Linked DNA regions of Zea mays: region 1 is linked to region 2. A link is a contact called in public Hi-C data. All regions are on one chromosome and are shown on one strand. Each heading gives the region's core, a stretch centred on a gene start, on an enhancer-like site or on the middle of the called end of the contact. The rest is flanking DNA. Distances are from core to core; before and after follow the strand shown.

Region 1 (7,303 bases), core at 985-3,484, 160 kb after region 2:
GTAAAATAAGCATCTAAAATCTACAGCCCCTTGTCCTGCAAGTTACTGCTTATAAACAGATATCCAAGCTTTCATAGTTTTGCACTATTCGAGTAACAAGAATGTGTCGGTGCTCTATATATGAGTTACACACAATAGGTTGTAACCACTCAGACATCTGGTAGTACGGTTTCTCTTAAACACAACAATAAATAGTATTTGAATGAAGAAAGAAAACTATAGACCCCGTAAACTCTTTTGATCTTGTCTGCAACACAAGAAATGCAATCTGTCATTTTGTTTAACTTATCAACTAGCACAAGAGGCCAACCGAAGACCAGGCACTGAATGTTCCAATAAAAATACAATCCATATTCCATACTAAAATAATCAACAGTAATGTTCCATCATATTCCTTTTAACCAACTCTTATCTTTATGGCAAATCACAGTAATTTCTTAATGACAAATGCTGGTATGCAAAACTTAATGATAAGTGGAGTACCAAACTTGAAAGCACCTACTAGTTCTTAAGTTGCAAGCCCTTCTGCTTATGCAGAACATAAAACTAAGTCGAGGTTCTGAACCCTGAAGAAAACTAACAAATCTAGGTTATATTCAGCAAGTGGAACTTGAATGCTGTTAATAAGACTATAGATACAATGAGTTGTGCTATTTCAATATCTGAATGTCAAGAAAAGTTGTTATATGATAAAAGAACCAAAGAAGCCGATACCCCCAATCTGTAAGACCCAAAAGTAAAAAGGATTGCATTTGCTTGTTCAACCAATTGCTCAGCATATCCTTTCTTACGAGTCAACTGCTTCACCCATTCCTTGACTATCTGTGAATTCAAAAGAAAGTATATGTGTATGTTAATGTATTATGCAGCATTTCAAGCAAAGATAGATTAAGAAAAAAAGACAAAAAAAATAGGCATATTGTTTATGCAAATAAGCAATGGAGAACAAAACTACATAGGTACTAAAGATTATGTCAGCAATGGACAGATAAATATGTTGATAACCATCAGCATTCTTTCCTGTTCAAAAATGTCAAAACAAAAACCATACAAGTACTTGTACACAACGCTGACTTAGCAAAATGCTACAAGGCAGTACACACCATACAAAGCTCAATTGGAAATTACTACCTCCATTTCAAATTGTAAGTCGTTTTATATTTTTTCTTAGTCAAAATTGTCTAACTTTAACCAAGTGTAGAAAATATATTAACATATACTATATCAAATAAATACACTACCAACATTTATTCATGGTTTTATCTAAATGAATATTGTTTGATGTTGCAGATGTCTGTGCATTTTCCTATAAATAAACTTAGTCAAAGCTCAAGAAGTTTGACTTAGGATAAAACTAAAATGACTCACAACTTCGAGAAATGGTGTAGTATATATCACATGTTCCCTTCTTAAATTCAACCCACAACTTCAGTCAAGTATGAGATGTCAACTTGTTGGGTAGGGTAAACAAACATGTAAACAGCGGGTAAACAGGAAGCGAGGGATTACCAGACCAATCTCGGATAGCACATCTTCCCGCTTCGCGGACTCCTCTTTACCCTCATAGAGGCCCGCTTCAACCAAGAACTGAAACCCAGTTTTTCAGCAAAATAAACGGAACGTCGTCACAATGGAAGCCAAGTAAGCCGTTAGAGCTGCAAAACGTAAGCAGAGACAAAGAACAACCTTCTCCAGCTCGGCCGTCCTCTGCAGATCCGCCAACGTCGGCCCCGCCAGAGACAACGGTGGGTCCGTGCCGCTGTACCGCTTCGGGGACGACCGCAGCGCCGCCCTGGCCTTGCCGACAGATCCCGCCATTGACACTAGTCAGCCAAGCACGGAAGCACCTCGGCGCGCCGCCTAACCCAAGCAGCTAGTAACTACCACATCCCTAGACCCCAGTAATCCGCGCCTAATAAGACCCAAAACTTCCACGAAAAGGGCAGAGGCGGGTTCAAATCGAGCCTGCCCTCTCACCCAGCCAATCGGTGCCCCTGGATTCAAATCGACCGGTCGGCTACAAAACCAAGCGGCGTTGACTGGAATTTGACCTCCTGGTAGGAGATTACCCTACCAAATTGGGCCCGCAGAGTTCCCCGCGATTCGGCAGAGGAGGAACCCTAGGAATGGACGAGGAGGTAGAGAAGATGGATTCGCGCTCGCAGCGTGGGCGTTGGCGGCGGGGGGAGGGGCGCGTGAGCGTGACAGCGTGATCCCCAGCCGTGGAGCGTGTGGTGTGAAACTGGGAAGATCCGCCGGCGCCCGGCTGCTGTGCGCGAAAATTCTGACTGCTGACAGATGGGCCAGGCTTCTGCCTATGAGTCTTGCAATTTTGACATTATCTTTTCTTCGTCAGTATATCATCGGACCACAAATAATAGATACAGATGGTCTCATCAATCATAGACACGGAATGGTATAATGACAGAGAACCAAAATTGAAAGTGGCAAAATATTGAGCCTTCGAAGTCTTTTTCGTTCTTCAACTTTGAATTTAGAGACACTATTTTATATTATAAAAACGTAAATCTCTATTTAATTTAAAGCATTAAGTTTCGTGTGTCACGTACGGAACACAAAGATATTAAAAATTAGGTGCTAGCGGCCACCACAACGCCACGCGTGGTAGACCATCGTTGATTTGTGACACGTGTACCACCTTCGTATCGAATGGATGTAGCTAGGCGCTCCTCTCTGCAGCTAGTTTGAATGCATATATATAGCTCGGCTCGATCGTAATTCACCAGAGAAAAATGATATCCCCTCAACGTTGCCCTATCTAGTGCTTCCTCTCAGCTCGGGCGATGGGGTCCTCCTCATCACCGACGAGGTGAGCTGCACCCCTCCTCCCCCTTGCCTTGGGTGACTCCATGGTCGTCCATTGCCGCGACCACCCCGTGACGTCCGCATTATCCACAAGGACGACCGTCGCTCAGCTGCACATGCCGAGGACCTCCTCGTCTTATGGGAACAAATTCTTTGCATCCCGGATGCAAACACAGTCTTTTGCAGCATCTCACATCCACCACCTGAAAGCCCACATGAATAGAAGAAAACAAATTACTAAAAGATTAAGTTGCAAATTTGTAATTACCTTCATACCCGTGTGTAATGGACTAAGTCCAACATCTCTTGGTCTATCAATGCAAAGCCCAACCCTAGTTAGGGTTAGGGTTTCACTCTCCAACTTGGTATCAGAGTCAGTCTTGTCGGTGTTTGGTCCCGACTGCGCACTACAAGGTAGTGCTTTTTGAAGGACGTTGACGTCGATCGTTGCTCGATGGTACGTGTGGATGCACGTCAGAACATAAGGTTTATACAGGTTTGGGCTGCGTGAATGTGTAATACCCGACGTCCTGTGCGGTGTGGAGTGTTCGATTGCTATGAGTTTGCAGATTACAGGTAGTTGTGAAGGTGGATGGAAGAGTTCCTATCGATCGAATGGTGAATGGGCGAGAGATAGAGTTCTTGGCAGGATACCTCAGCAGTCTTATATAGCCGACGGGAGAGGTATCCCTCTACAAATCATGAAATTTATCTAAATATATTTGAGTTTGTTTGTTGCGAGCATTCTGAATCTTCTGGAGTCAGGTAGCTTCCTTCGAGTCATCTTCCGAGTATCTCGCTATTCAGTTGTGCACGAGACATGTCTTTGGAGCATCAATGATCTTTCTTCGATAGGTGTGCTCGAATAGCAGCCTTGCGCCACATTCTTCGGGATTGTTTCCTGCTCTGAGTATTATCTTCTTCGGTGAGATTTGTTGTGTCTGCTAGAGGACTTATCGAGAGCCCACCAAGCATCCCATGGAACATATCCACGCTACAAGGACCCATGGGATATCTCCCCTTCTCTCACCCCTCAACTGCCACCTCTACTCCCCTAGGCAGCCTCCTCTCCCGTCGGCGACCCCTCCTCGCCGTCCCAGGATGTGTCGTAGCCGGCCCTAACAGGATTGTCCCCGCCGTCCCTGGTCGTGCTGTTGTCGTCCTAACATTGTTCCCCAGGCCTAGCCGGTCCTCCAGCGATGCTTGTCCCTACCCACTTCACGCTACCTAGGAGTCCTCCGCGCGGCCGATTCGTCTCCTCCTCGATCCTGATCGTTGCAATCCAAATTTCTCTACAACCATGTTGACTATTCGAACATATATGCAGTCAAATTTCTTTGTAGCTAGTTTGACTACATATATAGCTAGGATTACATTGAGGAATTTGGCAAAAATGGGTCACTTTATGTTACCGCTCTACTAAATGGACCGCTTCTCGAATCAGTTGTAAAAGAGGGTCGCTTAAGCTGTGTCGTTCGTCAAAATAGGTCACAGATCCTTTGGCGGACCTGACAGGTGGGCCCATAGCGCCATCATACCGTTTATGCCCTTACGGTCTCACCGACGTCGTCTCCCCTCCATCTCCCATCAAAATAGGTCACTTTTCCCCTTCTTCATCTTCCCTATGTCGCAGCGTAAGCGATAACCCAGGCGACGTTATCTCGCTTCCATCGATCGTTTGCTGATGGCGACGGAGACGTCTACCACTCCCCTATGCAGGTCAGTCGTCCACGACTCCTTCATCGTCAAGGTTAGGCATTTCATTTAAGTATTCTTGTGCCCGTGTAATTTAGGGTTTTACGTACACATTCGTAGCTGATGGATTGTGAACCACACTTATTTTCCTGGATGTTTCGCCACTTTGTGCTTTGTGTCGGTTGTGAATTCATGTGATTACCTTCTCTGTTTTTTGGTAGAAGAATAAAGATGGACGGTTGTGAAATCCTGTCATAAAAGCAGTGTCTTTAGCTTTAGTTTGCCTACCAACAGCGCTAATTTACTTGCACTAGTATAATGGATGCAGGGATGTCGAAGAGAACTGAAATCGTCGACAAGGCAATCATCTTGATGTAGGTTCATGCCAAGCATATCTATCGTATTTGCAATGATAAGCTACCCTTGGGTAGGGGGTTGACTGCATTTGAGGTTAAAGAACTTCGGGAAGCACTTGAATTCACCGCCGAAGGATTGGACCAGGACTCCCTTTTTGCCAAGAGGAATTGGATGCAACTGTTAAGGAGGAACAATTGGAGCATGACGAGATGGTGGCTTTAGAGAGGATTGAAAGCCCACTACCTTCTCCTAGTTCGGACTGCTTCCTATCCCTTGAAGAGCACATTGAGAAGTTTTGGGGCACTGATTACAACTCAGACCAGATGCCTAGCTACTCTGACTAGGTTTAGGGTTTATGGTGTTTGGGACTATTCGAACTGAATGTATGGTGTAAGGGTTTGTGTCAATGTGAACTGAATGTCTGGATGTAATGGTATGTTTTTTAGTTTATGTGTACTGAACCTAATGTTTTGTGACACTTTCAGTCTATTTATGGTATGCAAATTTCTATCAGTTTTAGTCTATTTGAAACACTATGTTAGTATGTTTTTGTGTGCAAATTCCAATTTAAGAGTGTTTGTGGCTAGTCGTGTTTCCAAGACAAACAGACATTGCAGCTATTACAAAGGAAGCTCACATAACATATTGTTTTACACAACACAACAATCACATAGTGTTTCACAGAACATATTGTTTTATACAACACAATAACATAGTGCTTCAGCTTCATATAACACATTCTCGTTCACATATCAGGTACCCATGCCTTCCTTTTTTGGTGTGAGCTTCTTTTTAAGCATTCTAGGACCAGTGCCAGGTCCACCTCGTCCACTTGCTTCTACAATACTTGGATGGCATGATGGAGTATCTGGAACACTTGGCGCAACATTCTCATAACTTATCTGGCTGCTTGAAGCACATTTATGCTCATTCACTAGGACGGTAACCTACAAAACAAAATAGAGACGTAAGTAATACCAACATCTATGAACACAACTATACAATTGGAGAGAAACAGAAGAAAGGTTAGTACCATAACACTAGAATTCGGTCTTCTAGAACCATTCAGTTTCCAAGGGCATGTGCAATCATTCCCTTTGCAGTACACTCTATACCTACTTCTATCTGATTTTGTTATGCCAAGCTCAAACTCCTCATTTATAGCATATTGCCTCACAACTAGCCTAAACTCTTTCATCGATGGATAGAGAGTACCCAACTTCAGATCAGGGTGATCAACATCATGCAATATATTCACCATTTCTGCATTTTCATCATCAACTGGCATGGCAGTATCTAGATCACTTGGATCAAAACTATTACTTTCTGATGAAAAATGAGATGCAAAGTTACTTGGTTCTGGGTGGGTTCGATTCATCTCCTCATCCTCATCTTCAAGTCCCAAGAACACATACATCTCAAATCTCATCCTCATCACAGATTCTAAACATATCACCCGTCTCCCCATTATCTTATTTTCAGCATTCTCAATTATAAAGCTACTCCAGTCAATAGACGTGGTGTCATCATCATTACCATCTATGATGCGAGCACGAAATTGTCACCACCTACTTCTAGTATTAGCACAAATAAATAGACAATGATCAAACACAAGATAAGTAAGCATCGTACAACATAAAAAATGATGAAAATACACTTATGGACACCTGTAGATTGTGTTTGGAATCTAAGCTAGGTCACGATCTAATCAATACCTACATGGTAACATCGTCTAAGCGAGATGTAAGGACATGCTATGCTGACTAAAATACAAAGAAAACTAAACTTATATCATGGCGGCGTTGTGGTGGTGTCACAGCGTCAACACTTTCAAATCAACTGGCGACAACAATAGATCTTGGGAGCCACCATGATTGAGGGAGACAAGAGGCACCGCGACGCCACGACAGAGGGTAGGGGAAAGGTTACCTGCACAGGGGAGTGGAGGGGAGAGGTGGTCGTCTCCGTCGCCAGCGGCAAACGTTCGACGAAAGAGATGAAGAAGGGGAAATGTGACCTATTTTGACAGGAGATGGAGGGGAGATGGCGTCGGTGAGACCGTAAGGGCATAAACGGTACAATGACGCTATGAGCCCACCTGTCAGGTCCGTCAAAGGATACATGACCTATTTCGACGAACGACACAGCTTAAGCGACCCTCTTTTACAACTGATTCGAGAAGCAGTCCATTTAGTAGAGCGGCAACATAGAGTGACCCGTTTTGCCAAATTCCTCGATTAAATTTGATGTAGATACCATTTGTCATCATGTTGTTTGTTCGGACAGTTATCTTGTATGCAAGTCCATTTTTTCTTCTTGTTCAAAAAATTACCTTTCTTCTTCGTTCAATGTAATCCGATCATTTTTATGTACATTATGTCGTGTATACAAGGAATCAATTCTCTTCCTGCAATCCAAACATGAA
Region 2 (6,848 bases), core at 4,057-6,556:
GCTTTGCAAACTTATTTTCTTAATTAGCTTCAAACCACACAAGTTGACAGCTCGAATTCGATTTCTTCCCAACCACAGTTCTTGTAGATTTGTCAAGGTTTCAAGATTTTCCATTACCTGAAACAAGACAAACACGTAAGGCTGTAGGAAATAACAGGATCTAGATATAAACAAATTACATACAACATGAAGCATTACATATTGCTCTATTCACTGGCCAGAGAACTTTCCAGACAACATGCATTCACCAGGAGTCATATGCAATTTACGTTGAAATTCTTACCCGTAATCTGTTGCTACCAAGTTCAAGAATTTCCAGCGCATGGAAATGTTCAAGCTCTTCCATCTTTGCAACTTCATTTTTTGAAACATAAAGTTCCTTCAATTTGATGGAAACCTTGGACAGACCAGTCAAAGAAGATATCTCATTGAAAGATACATCGAACACCAGAAGATCCTTGAATATGCCAGCATCAGGAATCCTTGTAAGTTTGTTATCTCTAATGACGAACTCCTGAAATATGAAAGGGAGACAGATAAATAGCATTGTTAAAAGAATCTTAAGTAAAGCATCTTTCTTTCTAAGGTAAATCAAATTAATTTGCCAGAACAAGTGAAAAGGTCAAGCATCACTAATACTGGATCAGATGCGAAGATGTTCATGCATAAAATCTTAAAAGTGTGAGCATTTATTCTACGGGGCAGCTCTATTTTGATTAACACCAGCCTGTCAAGCGTTCCTATATGTACAATAGGTTTCTACTGGTTAAATGAGAGGTTGATTCAGATAGTGGAATGTTCTTTTGGGATGGTGTGGGCAACAAAAAAGAAGTATCACATGGTTAAGTGGGAGGCTCTGGCTAAACCCAAAAAAAATTTGGGCTTTAGGCTTCATTGACACTAGGGCCATGAACACAGCTCTTTTATGCAAATGGATTTTCAGGCTAGAAAGTGGAGATGAAAATATGTGCATGAGGCATAGTCACAATGTTTCCGAGTCAATAGGGTCAAGGTACAGTGTCGTGGAACGTGGTACGCTACATAGAAGAGGTTTTTACACTTCGAGTCAAAAATGAACCCACGAATCTGGGTCAAGGTCAACGAATCTGAGTTGAGGGTCGAAGGCATCAAACCCGTTTTATGTGGCTATGGTATGATGCTACTCAGAGTCAAGTATCTTCATCAGGGCAAGAGTTTTAGTCAATCACACAACATAGGTGGATCTGAATTCTGGCAGGGTCTTCATGCAGTTAAACTGAGAGAGGCAAAAGAATGATAGTTCAGTGTGGGCAACAGACAAGATTTTGGGAAGATGTGTGGATTGAGGGAAGGTCTCTAATGATTCTATGTACAAACCTGTACAGGATTTCCCTGGATCGGGGTAAGTCACTTGCATATTTAGCACAAAGAGAGTGGAATTTGTCTCCAAGATGAAATTTGGGGATAAGGAGGTGGAAGAATGGGAATAGATGATGACTATGTTAGAGGGTGTTAGTTTGATTGAGGACGTGAAAGGGCCTCTAGCCTAGTGGTTAAGGCTTCCGAGTAGCACACTAGCACCTCCAAGACCCGGGTTCGATTTCCCTCAAGAGCGAATTTTTCGGCTTGGTTAAAAAAATCCCCTCACTATGCCTCATCCGCTCTCGGGTTACGATGTCATGTGCGCCACCCTCCGATTGGGCCGTTACAGAGTGGACGATTGACGACGACCCGTTACTGAGAGGGGAGGGGGGCAGGGTTCGGAGATTTTCTCGGCCGAGACCAATGTTTCAGTCTCTTCTTAGTATTATACTCGGAGGGCGATCATTCCCTCCCTGGCTGAGTTTTTCTAGTTTGACTGAGGACAAATCAATGATTTCAAGTTGTCCGACTAATCGCAATTAGTCGGGCTGGTCGCCTGTTTGTACTCGACTAGCTGGACGACTCGATTAGCCTGTCTGGTCGTCCTAGTCGTCTGACTATCTTCCGACTAGTCATCGATTAGGGTGAATAATCGCCCGATTAATAATTCCTGGTCACCACGACTAGGGTTTTAGTATTGGGCTATTTTCAGTCCATCTATAGGATCTTTTAGCCTGGCCTCTCCTCTCCTCTCCTCTGCCAATACGTAGCCGCCAAAACCTAGTCTAGTTTGTGCCTCCTCTCTTTTGCCCGACGTCCAGCACCAGTGGTTGCGCCCCAGATCTCCAGCACCGACAGCTGCCCTAGAAGTGCAGAACTCCAGCACCGGCAGCTACGCCCCAGATCTCCAGCACCGGCGGCTGCTCACCTACGCCCCCTGCAGTCTTGCTCCATTCAACGGCGTCTGCGCCCCTCTGTCTGCTTGGCTGCTCGCCTGGCCTAGTCTAGATATCGGTTGCGCCCTCTGGCTGCTTGGCTGCTCGCCTGCCAGTCCGAATACTGGTTGCGCCCCTCTGCCTGCTTGGCTGCTCACCTGCTCCAGTCCAGATACCAGCGGCTACTCCAACACCATTGATGAGATGAGCTTGTCATCTCAAGGTTCCTCCTGCTCCCCCTTCTCTATAGTTCTGCCAGTGCCAAACTAGTGGATGGTTGTTGTAATCCTAAGCCAGTGATGAGTAGTGACTTGTACCTATATCTGTGTTTGCAAACTGCTATTTTGTTTATGCTAGCTGTTTGTTCTAATTTGTATAATGTATATAGGTATATTTATATATGTATATACCTATATAAGTATAACTACTAGTCTAAAAGGTCTAGGACGACCAGGAACCGACTAGGGGTCGACTAGTCGCCCTGGTCGTCGCCTAATCGCGATTAGTCGGCTGGTCGGTCCCAGGGATCGACAAGGCAACCAGGCGACGTGCAATCATTGGGACAAATACAACTGTGTGGATGCTTGAGAAGTCTGGTAATTTGACTACTAAATCAGTTATAAGATGATAATTTTTCCAGGGATAGTTGACATGAGAATGAAGAACATTTGGGAAACCAAGTTTCCATTGAAGATTAAAATTTAATTGGATGGTAGCTCAACACCGAGTACAGACCACTGCAAAAAGAGATTGTGAAGAGGCTAAAGATTGCGTCTTATGCAGAAAGAAGCGGACCATTGGTTACCTATTACCTTCTTCTTAGATGCCCCTGGCCACTTTTTCTTGGTGTTAGATTAGAGATAGCCTAGGGTGGGACTCAATCCCGGTAGAGGGGATTTTAAGAGTAAATTCACAACCCCGTGTTGTAGTAATAATTGGAGCATGGTGATGATCATGGCAGCCAACTCTTGGGCATTGTGGAGAACTCAAAATGATTTAGTTTCTCAAATCATATTATTAAGAGCCTGAAAGAAATTAGTTATAAAATCTTCGGTTTGTTTCAGCACTGGAAGAACCTGCTGAAGGAGGTGCAGCTGACAATCATGGAAGGAATTCTGGAGAAGCTCAAGGAAGGCCTGTCAAGATGCTGAAGACAGGGGTGCTGTGAAGATGTGGATATCCTCTCTGATGGACTAATTAGGAAGTTCAAGATCAGTCTTTTGGTGCTTTGCTGTGCTAGTTGGGTGTTTGGAACAAGGAGGCCTGAATCATAATTTCTCTTTCCTAGGGAGCACTGTTTGTGGCTGGTTTCCTTTTGGGTGTTAGGGTGTTTTGTTTGACTACGAAGGAGTGCAATTTAAGAAAGGAGAGTTTAGTGTTTGTGGTTGATCGTTTGAATGGGTAGCTAAAGTTGGATGTGCTAGATCGTAGGCTGGTTTTCCCAGCAGCCACTCTCTATGTTTTCTGCAAAAGTAGGGCTTATGCCTTTGGTCTAAAATATAAAAGAAGATGGTAACAAAAGGCTATACAAAATATAATCAGTACTACAGTGGCCTCCAGCTCACTGAAGGAAAAAGTGGTTCCTCAACTCTGTCTGATATTGAAAATCCCTTAGTTCAAACTTCAAAGTGAGGACTCACTTGATCCATCTCTCCACAAAAACTTCTAGAAGTAAATGAATTAGGTATTTGGGGAATGTTGTGAAAGTATCAGGACTGTTACAATGCCTCAGCTATTATGAGGTTCAACAAATAATCACAAGAAATACCCCAGATAGTTGCCTACACAGCTGTCATTTTTTTGTGAAGTGTGTTAGACCAAAATTTAACCTCCTCAGTAGGTTTAGTTGTGTTGTATGAATAAATGTAATGTCAATATGTTATACATAAACAATATTACAACTGTTTGTTCTTACAGTAACTGAGCCAAGTTGCTGCATATCACAATCTATTGCCTAATAATACGAATTACTGGACTTGATACCTCAGTGAAGGAAACAAGATTACAAGAGCACTCAAGTCTCATGAAATTTCTGTGTTTCACCACAAGATGATCATAAACAAACCCTCTCGTTTTCCACTGATAAATGTCGTTAGGCTTTCTAGTAAAAAAGCAAACTACATGCATTTAGTTTTCACCCATTTACAGGAAGGAAGAAGTGATACTCCATTACTCCTTCCGTTCTTTTTTATTTATTGCGTTCTAGTTCAAAAATGAGCTAGCGGGCAATAAATATTCGACAACTGAGGTAGTAATAGACAAATAGTTATTGACCATGCTACCAAGTATTACGTAAAATGTGTTCCTGATAACACAGGTTGGTAGTCATCATAAGATTATTTATAATAAAAAACTGCTGAAATAATTAACACAAGCATCTAATAGCCAAAATTGGACATCACCACATCAGGATCAGAGCAATACAACAACGACTCGCCACTACAGATTCCGAGTTAGTAATCACCTTCAACCCGGCAATAGCCTCCCAGGACGTGAGCGGCGCGACGGCGTCATCGTCGAGGAGGTTCTGGCGGAATGAGAGCTTGCGGAGATGGGGGAGTTGGCCGATGCGAGGATCAACAGAAGAGAGGCGGTTGGCGGTGAGGTCGACCTCCTCCAGCGTGGGTGGGATCTCCACCTCGCTTAGATCGTGCAGCTGGTAGCTCGTCAGGTCGAGGTACAGCACCGGCTCCTCCGTCTCCATCTTGGCCTCCGCCTCCACCTTGGCCTCCCCCTCTATCTTGGCCACTGCCTCGCCGCCAGCCGCCTCGTACAGCTGATCAACTACACCTTCGCCGGAGGCCATGGGGACCGCTGGGTGAGGGTGGATTCAGGTCTCGACAGGATTCTGGAAGAACGGGGAAGCGAAGGAAGGACCGCAGGAGAAGAAAATGCGCAATTTGTTTCACCTGGGGAAAGAAGAAAGGCAATTTTAGTAGGCTGGACATGAATAGTATGTGGGCCAATTAAATGGGCTGGCAATACTACCATTAAGGCCCATCTATGTCTTTTTTCCCAAATGGCAAGGTTCAAAACCCTAAAAACCCGCACGGCCTCACCGCCCCTCCGGCCTCCGCCGCGTGCTCGTCCCAACCCTGTCGCCGGCAAGCCATGGCGTCGCGCTTCCGCTCCTTCACTCGCCCGGCCGCCGCCGCCTTCCTCCGGTCCACTGCCAGCCGAAGCCCCTCCGCTTCCCTTCCCCGCACCCTCGCTCCTGTCCCTAGGTGAGGGGTCCTTCCATTTTTGTTCACGGCCTATGAGGATGTTTCCCGATTAGGCGTTGTTTAACTGGGGTTTCACGTGGCAGGGCTTCGGCCATGGGGCGGCGCATGGCTCTGGCGCGGTCTCTGCAACCGCTGCACAGCGCCGTCTCGGCGGCCCGGCTGACGTCGCGGCTGGGGGCGGAGGTGGACCGGGCCGTGTCGCAGGGTACGCTCTGCAGTTCCTACCCGGGAGTCTGAGTCTGATACAGTGTACTAATCTTTGCAACGCTACAGTGAGTTGTGGCTTCCCGGTTGCTTGCTTGTCTATTATCGTCCATGTGTTGACTGTCTTGGTTTAGGATGATTTTGGTGGGATCCGTTTCACTTGAATCCTTTTGGCTTGTCATCGTGGGCGTGGGACATGCGTGGGGTTAATATGTTTGCATGCCCTCAAGAGCAAATTTCATATGATCACAAATGAGTTTGAGTGTGGTGCTGTAATGCAAATTTTAGCATTTGTTTGTCTCAGTATAACGTTTACATATGTGTGTCTTGATGCTATATCACCTTCTTTGCAGAAAAATGTTGTACTGCTGTATATGTGACTATACATTGTCAAAAAAATTAATAACAGTTCTTTTGGGGGCAACATACACCAGTTTTTTTGTGTTCAAAATCTTTAGGAAAGTTTCTAACTGACAGAAATATGTTGTAGGCTGAATAGAAATGATTAGTGTCACACATGGAAAATACAAATGTGTTGACAGAAATGGGTCTACAGTTCTTCATGTATTCAGGATAAAATAGCTATGAAAGTATGAATTGCCAAAGAAGTGTGTCTACAGACTCAATTTAACAGTTTGACACTGATCTTTAATGCATAAATCAGAACCTTATGCCAAAAATGGTTGGAATGGAACGAGGACCTTGGACTATAGCAAATGTCATATCCTTTGGAGGCACAGCCGCACATGCACTGCATTTGGCTTAATATGTTAGTTATAGAAAAAGTTGAGAAGAAATATTAACGGCCGTGGGCTTAAAGTCTTCACACAATACCTGATGTTGTTCTCGGTTTGTTCTTACTTTTTGAATATAGTTCAATATTAATTTTCAAGATATGGGAACAAGCTTGATAAACTTTTATCTGGATTGGTGTCACGGGGAACGTGGTATAGCGCCACATTCCTTGTCTCAGCAACAACAAAAGTCAGAACGTCGTCCTACTTGGAACAATCTTGTCTGGACCTTCGCAACACTTCTCTCAATTGGTGCACCACGTCCCTTGATCGACTTGCCTCGATTTATCCCTTCTCTAGACCACCCACTCATGTGTGAGCCTCTACCACTAAGTCTGCCTTATTCTCAA

The links. A called contact is a pair of places that touch in the nucleus more often than the background predicts.
Region 1: a Hi-C map of tassel shows a contact between it and region 2, with 2.1 times the contacts expected there. The contact joins the promoter of LOC100280371 here to the promoter of LOC100275107 in region 2. A contact is called at or near these places in 2 of 25 Hi-C or Micro-C datasets (ear and tassel) and 1 of 3 datasets of contacts at active chromatin or transcription factors (seedling).

Annotation. Positions count from the first base shown.
Region 1 is chr4:237,503,683-237,510,985 of Zm-B73-REFERENCE-NAM-5.0, forward strand. LOC100280371 (Nuclear poly(A) polymerase 2) reads right to left here and starts at 2,235. Exons shown (of 12, transcript NM_001320710.1): 1 at 1,687-2,235; 2 at 1,510-1,587; 3 at 715-822. The coding sequence starts at 1,818.
Region 2 is chr4:237,343,963-237,350,810 of Zm-B73-REFERENCE-NAM-5.0, forward strand. It overlaps LOC100275107, which reads left to right and starts at 5,307. Exons shown (of 3, transcript NM_001394749.1): 1 at 5,307-5,500; 2 at 5,584-5,705. The coding sequence starts at 5,388. LOC100216558 reads right to left here and starts at 5,143. Exons shown (of 6, transcript NM_001142978.1): 1 at 4,741-5,143; 2 at 284-514; 3 at 1-117. The coding sequence starts at 5,082.